Regions from separate parts of the Mus musculus genome. Here region 1 is linked to region 2. A link is a contact called in public Hi-C data. All regions are on one chromosome and are shown on one strand. Each heading gives the region's core, a stretch centred on a gene start, on an enhancer-like site or on the middle of the called end of the contact. The rest is flanking DNA. Distances are from core to core; before and after follow the strand shown. Region 1 overlaps Nckap5 (NCK-associated protein 5). Region 2 holds the start of Lypd1 (Ly6/Plaur domain containing 1).

Region 1 (3,707 bases), core at 373-2,872, 110 kb after region 2:
TTGGTTTTGATGTTTTTCTTTTGACTTCCTTGAGTGCTCACAGAGCCGCTGGCGAAACAGGAGCCCTGGGAGGTGCCCTCTAACACGCTCCTGCAGGAAACACCCTTTGATCCACTCTCTCTCTGTACCGAGGCTCTCTTATCAACTCTGCAGGTAGAAAGTGATTCCTCTGATAAATTACATCGGCCGTTTTCAATCACACTCCTCTTCCAGCCCTTTAATGTTTAAGGTAACCTCAGCGTGCCTCTTTGTCTTTAAACCTTTCAATGATAAGTGTTGCTCTCTCTAGCCTTGAGCAAAAATATCTTCAAATATTTCACTAGTGTGTCAACTTAGATTTGCAAGGATAATAACTTACTTCATTACACTGTTTATTAAATGTGTGCACATAGAAACAGGCTTGTGTGCACTGGTGTGTGTGTGTGTGTGTGTGTGTGTGTGTGTGTGTGTAAGGTAAAAGATGTCTTCTTGTGTGTTATTCCTTAGGTGTTTGTGACACAAAATATTTCATTGGCCTGGAACTTCCAAGTAGGTTATTCTGGCTGGCCAGAGAAGTCCAAGGCTCTGTCTGTCTCCATGGCCTCTGCAATAGGAGCACAAGACTGTGCCACCATGCTTGGCTTTTGTTTATGTGGGTTCTGAGGATGGAGTTTAGGTTTTCATGCTTGTAAGGTCAGCATATTACTGACTGAGCCATCTCTCCATAGCCTCTATTTTATTTTTATAATTGCTTTTGGGGAGGGACAGAATATAAAACGCCAAAGGGTGATTGCTAAATACATTTCTGGCTTAAGATCGGCAGGAAAAGTAATTACTTCTGGAAAGTTCTAAGTATACATTTGCTCAGCGCGATCAATGAAATCGGCATGCTTTCAAACGTGTGTGTAATTTTCTTCCATTTCATGCAATGTGGATACATTCATGGTTCCTGGTGTGGGTTGAATTGCTATCAACCTGGATGTAACTCACTATTCTTTAATTTCAAAGACCATTGGCTTGGTTAAGAAAGGAACATGAACTAAATTATCATTTTATAGCTAACTTTTATTTCACTGTTTAAATTATAGCTAATGTATAAGGGATTATAGTCTCTGCGTGTGTAGAGATTATGCTTGGCTGGTATTTAATGATGAGGAAGTAAACAGCTCTCCTTGGGTTTGGGGGAGCAGGGAGACCCCTCTACATTGCCCTTCTCCGTTCACATGTGTTTACCTGTTTAGAAGTTCTGTCATGAAGGCATCTTTTGTTGGGCACACAGCAGGGCTGGGTCTATTCCTTGGCTCCAACTTCATTTGGTTATAAATGTCTTGGGATACTTTCAGACTCTCTGAGCTTTGCAGACCATCGTCTGGACTCTGACCATCTGCCTTCTTGGTCCCCCTACTCAGTTCGTTTTCTATCTTTGATTGTACTTCAGCTTTCTTCTTTTCTTTTTTCCTCTCAGATTTCAGTTTTGTGTCTTTCTTTTCCACTTTACTCTTGGAAGCTTCCATTCTCCTGCTACTGAGAGCTGGAAGCCTGCTCTTTCGAAAACCAAACCAGCTGGTGAACGAAGGCCCTGCCCTGGGCTTCACTTCCACAGAGGCAGACTTTGTCTGCACTTGGCCCTTTTCCACATTCTCCTGAATGCACAACATGACCTTTTCTTCGATGGAGGGTGAGAGGGGGGCTTCTGGGCTCACGACACTAGTCCCAGTTGAAGAAGCATCTGGATGCCTTCCAGAAGTTTCTAGCTTAGATATCCCACTTGTTTCCAAATTGCTTGGGCGCTGCATCCTCCCTGGAACGTGCAGGAACTGAGGGCAGTCTGAAAGAGGAGATGGATGCCTATGGTGGTCACTGCTAGATTGCTCATGTACACCTCTTTCAGGACACTCTTCCTGAGTAGAGAGCCGTTGGTCTTCCACTCCAGGAGTGAGGAGTCCTTCCGGCCTTGTGAGCATCCTCAAGGGTAACTTGCTTGGGCTTCCGTGCTGGCTGCTAGAACTTCCGGTGCTACAGAGAGAACTCTGCCTGGAAAAGGGGTTTCCCAGGGGCCTTCCAGCATTGGGCAGATTATCAGATGTTGAGACAGAGGGGGTCTTGCTTGGGGACCCTTCCATTGAGATATTCTGTCTGGTGAGGGAGTTGCCTCTTTCAGCCGTGTTGGTGATAATCTGAGTTCGAATCTTGCCTGGCCCTTCTGTTGGGGGTGTGGAAGGCTTCTCTCCCAAGTGGATGCTGAAGCTCTGACTCCGAGCTTTGGCTCCATTCATGCCTAGAGCAGGCTTTAGGTGTGGCTTGCTGGAGGAGAAGGATCTTTTTATGGCTCTGCTGTCTGCCCCATCTCTTCCATCATCTCTGGAGATGCTACATTCTAACGATTCTGGCATTGTTGAGTCTAAGGCAAGTCCTCTAGCTAGACTGTCGGGACCTCTCACACCTAGTAAGGCTGTGGTTCTCTCATCTCTTGAGGTCTCCAGACTTGCAGGGTCTTTGGAGTCCTCAGGATTAGACGTGTTTGCTGCTACACAGCTTCGAGATGCTTCATTTAAACTATCCTTTTCTTGTTTCCCTGGTACCAAGGAAGTTTTCTTGAGCAACTGAGGAGACTTCATGAGAACTTTGAGTCCTACTGGGAGGCGAGTTTTAGGTCCTTTCTCGGGAGAGTTCTGGCCACCTTGTGAGGACCCTTGGTTTCTACAGGATGAGGAAGAGGAGGATGGACTGTTAACCTGAGGTGTCAAGGACTCATTCACTCCTGAGAAGGAAGGCCTGTGGGGCATCACAGTGCTGTCACTCAACTGTCTTTTTCTCCCTGGAGACAGGCTTTTACAAGATGTCACCTCTAGCAGTTCACAGCTTGAAGGACAAGTCTTGGGTGTCTGTAAGTCTGTGTCCATGTGGGCAGTTCCTAGTGCATGGTGAGGGGGAGGTTTAGGGATGCCTCTTTTTGGAGAGACTTTTGGGGGCCCTGAAGTCGTCACAGCAAATGGACTGGAGGCTATGTGTTCAGGGTATCTGGTGTGCACTACCGCTTGGGTTGAGGGAAGAGCTGGAGGGAAGGCAGACTTTCTGGAGGCCACAGATGGTTTCTTCTGTATTTCTGACATCACTGGACTGGAAGAGACAAGAGGAGCAGAGGATCCTTTCAACAGCGGGGATTTCAACCCTGGACTTACAGCGTCTCCAGGGCCCTGAGTTTCAGGTTTGGCAGGTGATGGTAGTGGTGGGTAATCATAACTGGGTCTAACCAGGAGTGACACTGATCTCCCTGGAGGGGTTGGAGGGGAGGGAGACCTCATTCTTGTCTGTGGCGCAGAGACACAGCCATTGGACCTCATTTCACTACTGTCACTTCTCCCCATGAGATGCCGTGACTGGATCCCTGAAGTCTGACTCCTGGGGCACTGAACCCAGTTCTTCTTATTGGAAATTTTGGGGATATGAGGAACCTGGGCAGGGTGTTTTGGAATGTGTGATTCTGGCTGTACATCACAGAGAGAACCAGGGCTCTCTGCCTTTCTACATTGTGAGAGTTTCCCCATAGGGGATGCTGGTGTCTTTTCAGGAGTCACTAGGGCACTGGAGGGGACCAGCATGGTGGGCATAGACTCCACAAGTTTGGATTTCTGAGGTGAAGACTTGCCTCTGGAAGGGATTTTTGTCAGACCTTGCTTTGTGTAGACACCCATGTTTCCAACAGGTCTAGAATTACTCTGCCAGGC
Region 2 (3,406 bases), core at 716-3,215:
GTGTGTGTGTGTGTGTGTGTGCCCAAGTGCATGTGTAACACACAGTAGCATGTGTGTTACATCAGTCAGGATCTTTTCCTGTAATTTAATACCCTCCTTTCCCAGCCTTCCAAGGGGGTCGGAGGGGGAAAGAGTATCTTACCAGCACTTTGCTCCATCACTTCTTTCTGACACATGTCTTGAACGTTCACGGTGCAATTTACGATGAACTCAGGGGATGAGCAATCGTTGTTCAGCTGGAATTCTTCACACTGGTAGCACTGAATTTGCAGCGCCAGCCCTGTGGGACAGATGCGGTGGGGTTCAGAAACACTGGTTAAGATCTGGCTTGCACAGAGCACATCCTGGCTGGCCGGTATCACCGTGTACTGCCCCAGACAACAAGGGCTTCTGGGCTCTGCATCCTGATGTTCAGGAAGGCTGGAGGTGCCTGAAGCCAGCAGGGGGCGGCGGCATCAGTTCCCAGGGTCTAGGAGGATAAAGCCCTGCCAGAGACCCTACATTTCTTCTCTAGACACAAACAGCTCCTATAACACCCCTCCGGCCTTTCCGCAAGAAGTTGCAAAGAGACCGGTGAGAGTTCAAATCCCAGATCAAAGTAGTGGGGTACAAGCTTGAGCTCCTGTCTGAGCCTAATTACTAATTGGCTACAAATTGGTTAATTACTATTTTGGCACCGTTCATAATTGCATTGGCTGACGCGTTTTCGGTTTTATTTATTTAATCTTTTAAGTCAGCGTTCATGGGCTGAGGCTCTGATGCTTCCTGGAGACCACCCTGCAACCTGGGGGGGGGGGGAGGTGCTGGATGCTAAGTATCCCTGCTCAGTCCTCCAGCTCAGGCTCCCTTCTTGTGATCAGCGACAGGGGCAGCTGCTGCTGAGGGTTGGAGAGGATGTAATGAGAGAGTGCCTGCGTTGGATGTGCGCGTCTGCTTAGGGACCACCACAATGCAGCCCTTTTAGACCTGTCTTGTGACCCCTTTTTTTGAAAAACATGGCTGTTGGAAAAAAATTCTGATAGCTTAGAGTCCGCGATCAGGAGCAGTTACTTACCATATTTTCCTGGTTGCTCTCCTCTGATCTGGGAGCTTCTCTTTGGGCCGCATGCCCCTTCCTAACACCCTACCGATCGCAGGAAGAGCACAGCTAGCTCACTCAGTCCGGAAGGGCTGCTCCCCCGCCCCCAGCAGAGGATTGTCCGGCGAGTCGCTCACCTGTCAGCGTCGCCGCTCCCTTGGGTGGCCACAAACACTGGGTAACTTGACTAGGTTGGAGGCTTGTCGCTCCTTTTCCTGTCTCGCCCAACTCAAGGACCCTCCCCAATCCCAGCTCTGTATCCCCGACTGTGTACCCCACGCAGCTGCAGCCAAGAGTCGCGCCAATCTGCCGCTCTCGGCTCTCCTGCAGCGCGGGACTTGGAGAGCGTCCCAGTCTAGCGCCTTTGGTCTCAGTTTCCAGCACCAAACTCCCGCTGGGTAGCCCCAGCGCAGCGCGGACCACAGCTGGGCGCACTGGGGCTGAGAGCAGGGACGCTTGGCGAGATAGCAGGAGCGTGTCTGGCCAGGCAGCTGGCCTCTTCATCTTCTTACCTGGAAGCCAGAACAATCCGCAAAAAGTTGCTGCGATGCCGAGAACCCACATCCTCCCGGATCGGCAGGGCCGGGAGCGGGCAAGAGCATCAGAGACCACGACCGCAGCGGAGGCTGTTCTGGCCGCGGCGACAGTAGCTGCCGAGGCTGCCGAGGCTCGCGCTGCTGCCGCCCAAGCGACGGCTGCCACCGAGAGGAGCCGCAGGTGTCGCCCGCGGCGCCCGCATCGCCCGCGCCGGGGGCTCCCAGAGGCTGGTCCCAGGCTCCTTGGATTCGCGCTCCCTGGGGCGGAGCGCAGCGCCTCCGGAGGAGTTGGCTGCTGAGGCTTGAAGAACTACTGGCGATCCGGAGCACCCAAAAAAGTCTCGCCTCTTCTGCCCCCACCCCTCCCACTCCGGGTACCACGTGACGGCTGCTGAGTTGTGGTGGGGGTGGAGGGCGGGGAAGGCTGGGACTGTCTCTCTACTGTCCCCACCCCTTTCTGCCACCCTTTTAGCCTACCTCCTCTAGTTCCTTGGAAAGGAGCGCCTGCTGGGTTCGGGAGTAGTGTTGACAGAGGTTAGGAATAAGGAGGTGACTAGGGCGCAGCAGGTGCCATCAGGACCTGTCCTATGCGAACTCGGAGACCCGAGTGCTAGGCTGCGGTACCCTTCCCTTCCAGGTGTTATGTTCCCTTTCGGTGCTAACAGTACCCTTGCAATTGGGTCTCGCCCACCCAGCCCGGCGTCTTCTATCACTCGCTGCCCCCTGGCCCTCTGGGTGACTGCCCTGGATAAAGCGAAGGGCTGTTTCTGAGCACCTGGCAAAGTTGCGGAGCAGCGAGTTCCCTGGGGTGTCCGACGCAGCCGCGCCTCTTCCTGAGAGAAACCCACCTCACTGGCCACCTGGGTCTTCCAGCAGAATGCCTGCGAGTACGATGGTGACCCTACCGCAGCTAGCTCGCTTAGCCCAACCACCATCTCCTCACCTGCTTGCATGCACCGCAGGGGGATGCATTGACTCAGCCTCGGTCTCCTAGCCCAGAAATAAAGCTACCTGGGGAGTGGACACCCGGATCTGTGCTCTCACTGAAAAGCAAATGGGTCTGACTGCTCCCCCAAGCCACCAGCTATGGGTATACACTCCTTACAGCGCTAAAGCATGGCCAATTGGCCATAGGCTGCCTCCCTCCTCCACTACTCCCCTTTCTGACAATTCTAAGTGACCCACCTTGCGTATTCCCGGGACACCACGGTGTTATTTTGCCTTCCTGGTGGAGCTTTGTGGAAGACTGTGCTGTGCACAGAGCAGGCAGTCGCAGCTCTTGGTGCCCCCGCCCACAACCCCCGCGCATTTCCACCCACCCCCACCCCTGATTTGGGATTTGGGAGATTCGGTGGAAACCCGTGGCTAAGCATCACCCCTCTCCTGTGAGGTCTCCCGAGGGGAAGTGGTCTCTCAGCTGGGATGTGATCATTTATGTCCCTACCCTGCCAGCAGAGCAGGTTTGAAAGAGGCATAAATGACTTTCTTGTAATTCCTTTGCAGAGATCGGTCCATAGCTGCCTCAGGCTCATTCTCCCCCACCCCTCCCCCTCATTTCTAGCTGGTTAACTCCTTGGGGAGACAAGGATGCTTTGCCCATTACTCGCTTGTCTGAAGTGTGGATCTTAACAATTGTTCGAATTACTATTACAGTAGCAAGAGGGTTGGCTTATTTATTCTTTCAGGGAAACCTCTCCACAGAGCAAGCGTGAGACATAATTATAATAATCACGGGACCAACCTCTCCCTGAACAAAGTTCTTTTCTGCTCTTATAGGGTGTAATTGTGATAA

Evidence for each region. A called contact is a pair of places that touch in the nucleus more often than the background predicts.
Region 1: a Hi-C map of cortical glia shows a contact between it and region 2, with 1.6 times the contacts expected there. The contact joins the enhancer-like site here to the promoter of Lypd1 in region 2. A contact is called at or near these places in 2 of 39 promoter capture datasets (3T3-L1-derived adipocytes and hippocampal neurons), 2 of 484 Hi-C or Micro-C datasets (the G1E-ER4 cell line and cortical glia) and 3 of 9 other capture datasets (adipose tissue, liver and pancreatic islet).

The regions. Positions count from the first base shown.
Region 1 is chr1:126,023,064-126,026,770 of GRCm38.p6, forward strand. It overlaps Nckap5 (NCK-associated protein 5), which reads right to left. Exons shown (of 17, transcript NM_001081756.1): 12 at 1,213-3,707; 13 at 1-147. Among named protein-coding and RNA genes, the nearest start is that of Gm35562, 21 kb to the right of the region's middle. Within about 2 kb of position 1,623, at least 31 of the 459 cell types and tissues checked have an H3K27ac peak or open chromatin away from gene starts, as enhancers often do. A contact at or near this core is called in cortical glia, where this site is marked.
Region 2 is chr1:125,910,249-125,913,654 of GRCm38.p6, forward strand. Lypd1 (Ly6/Plaur domain containing 1) reads right to left here and starts at 1,966. Exons shown (of 3, transcript NM_145100.4): 1 at 1,591-1,966; 2 at 143-280. The coding sequence starts at 1,642. Nckap5 (NCK-associated protein 5) reads right to left here. Exons shown (of 17, transcript NM_001081756.1): 17 at 3,388-3,406.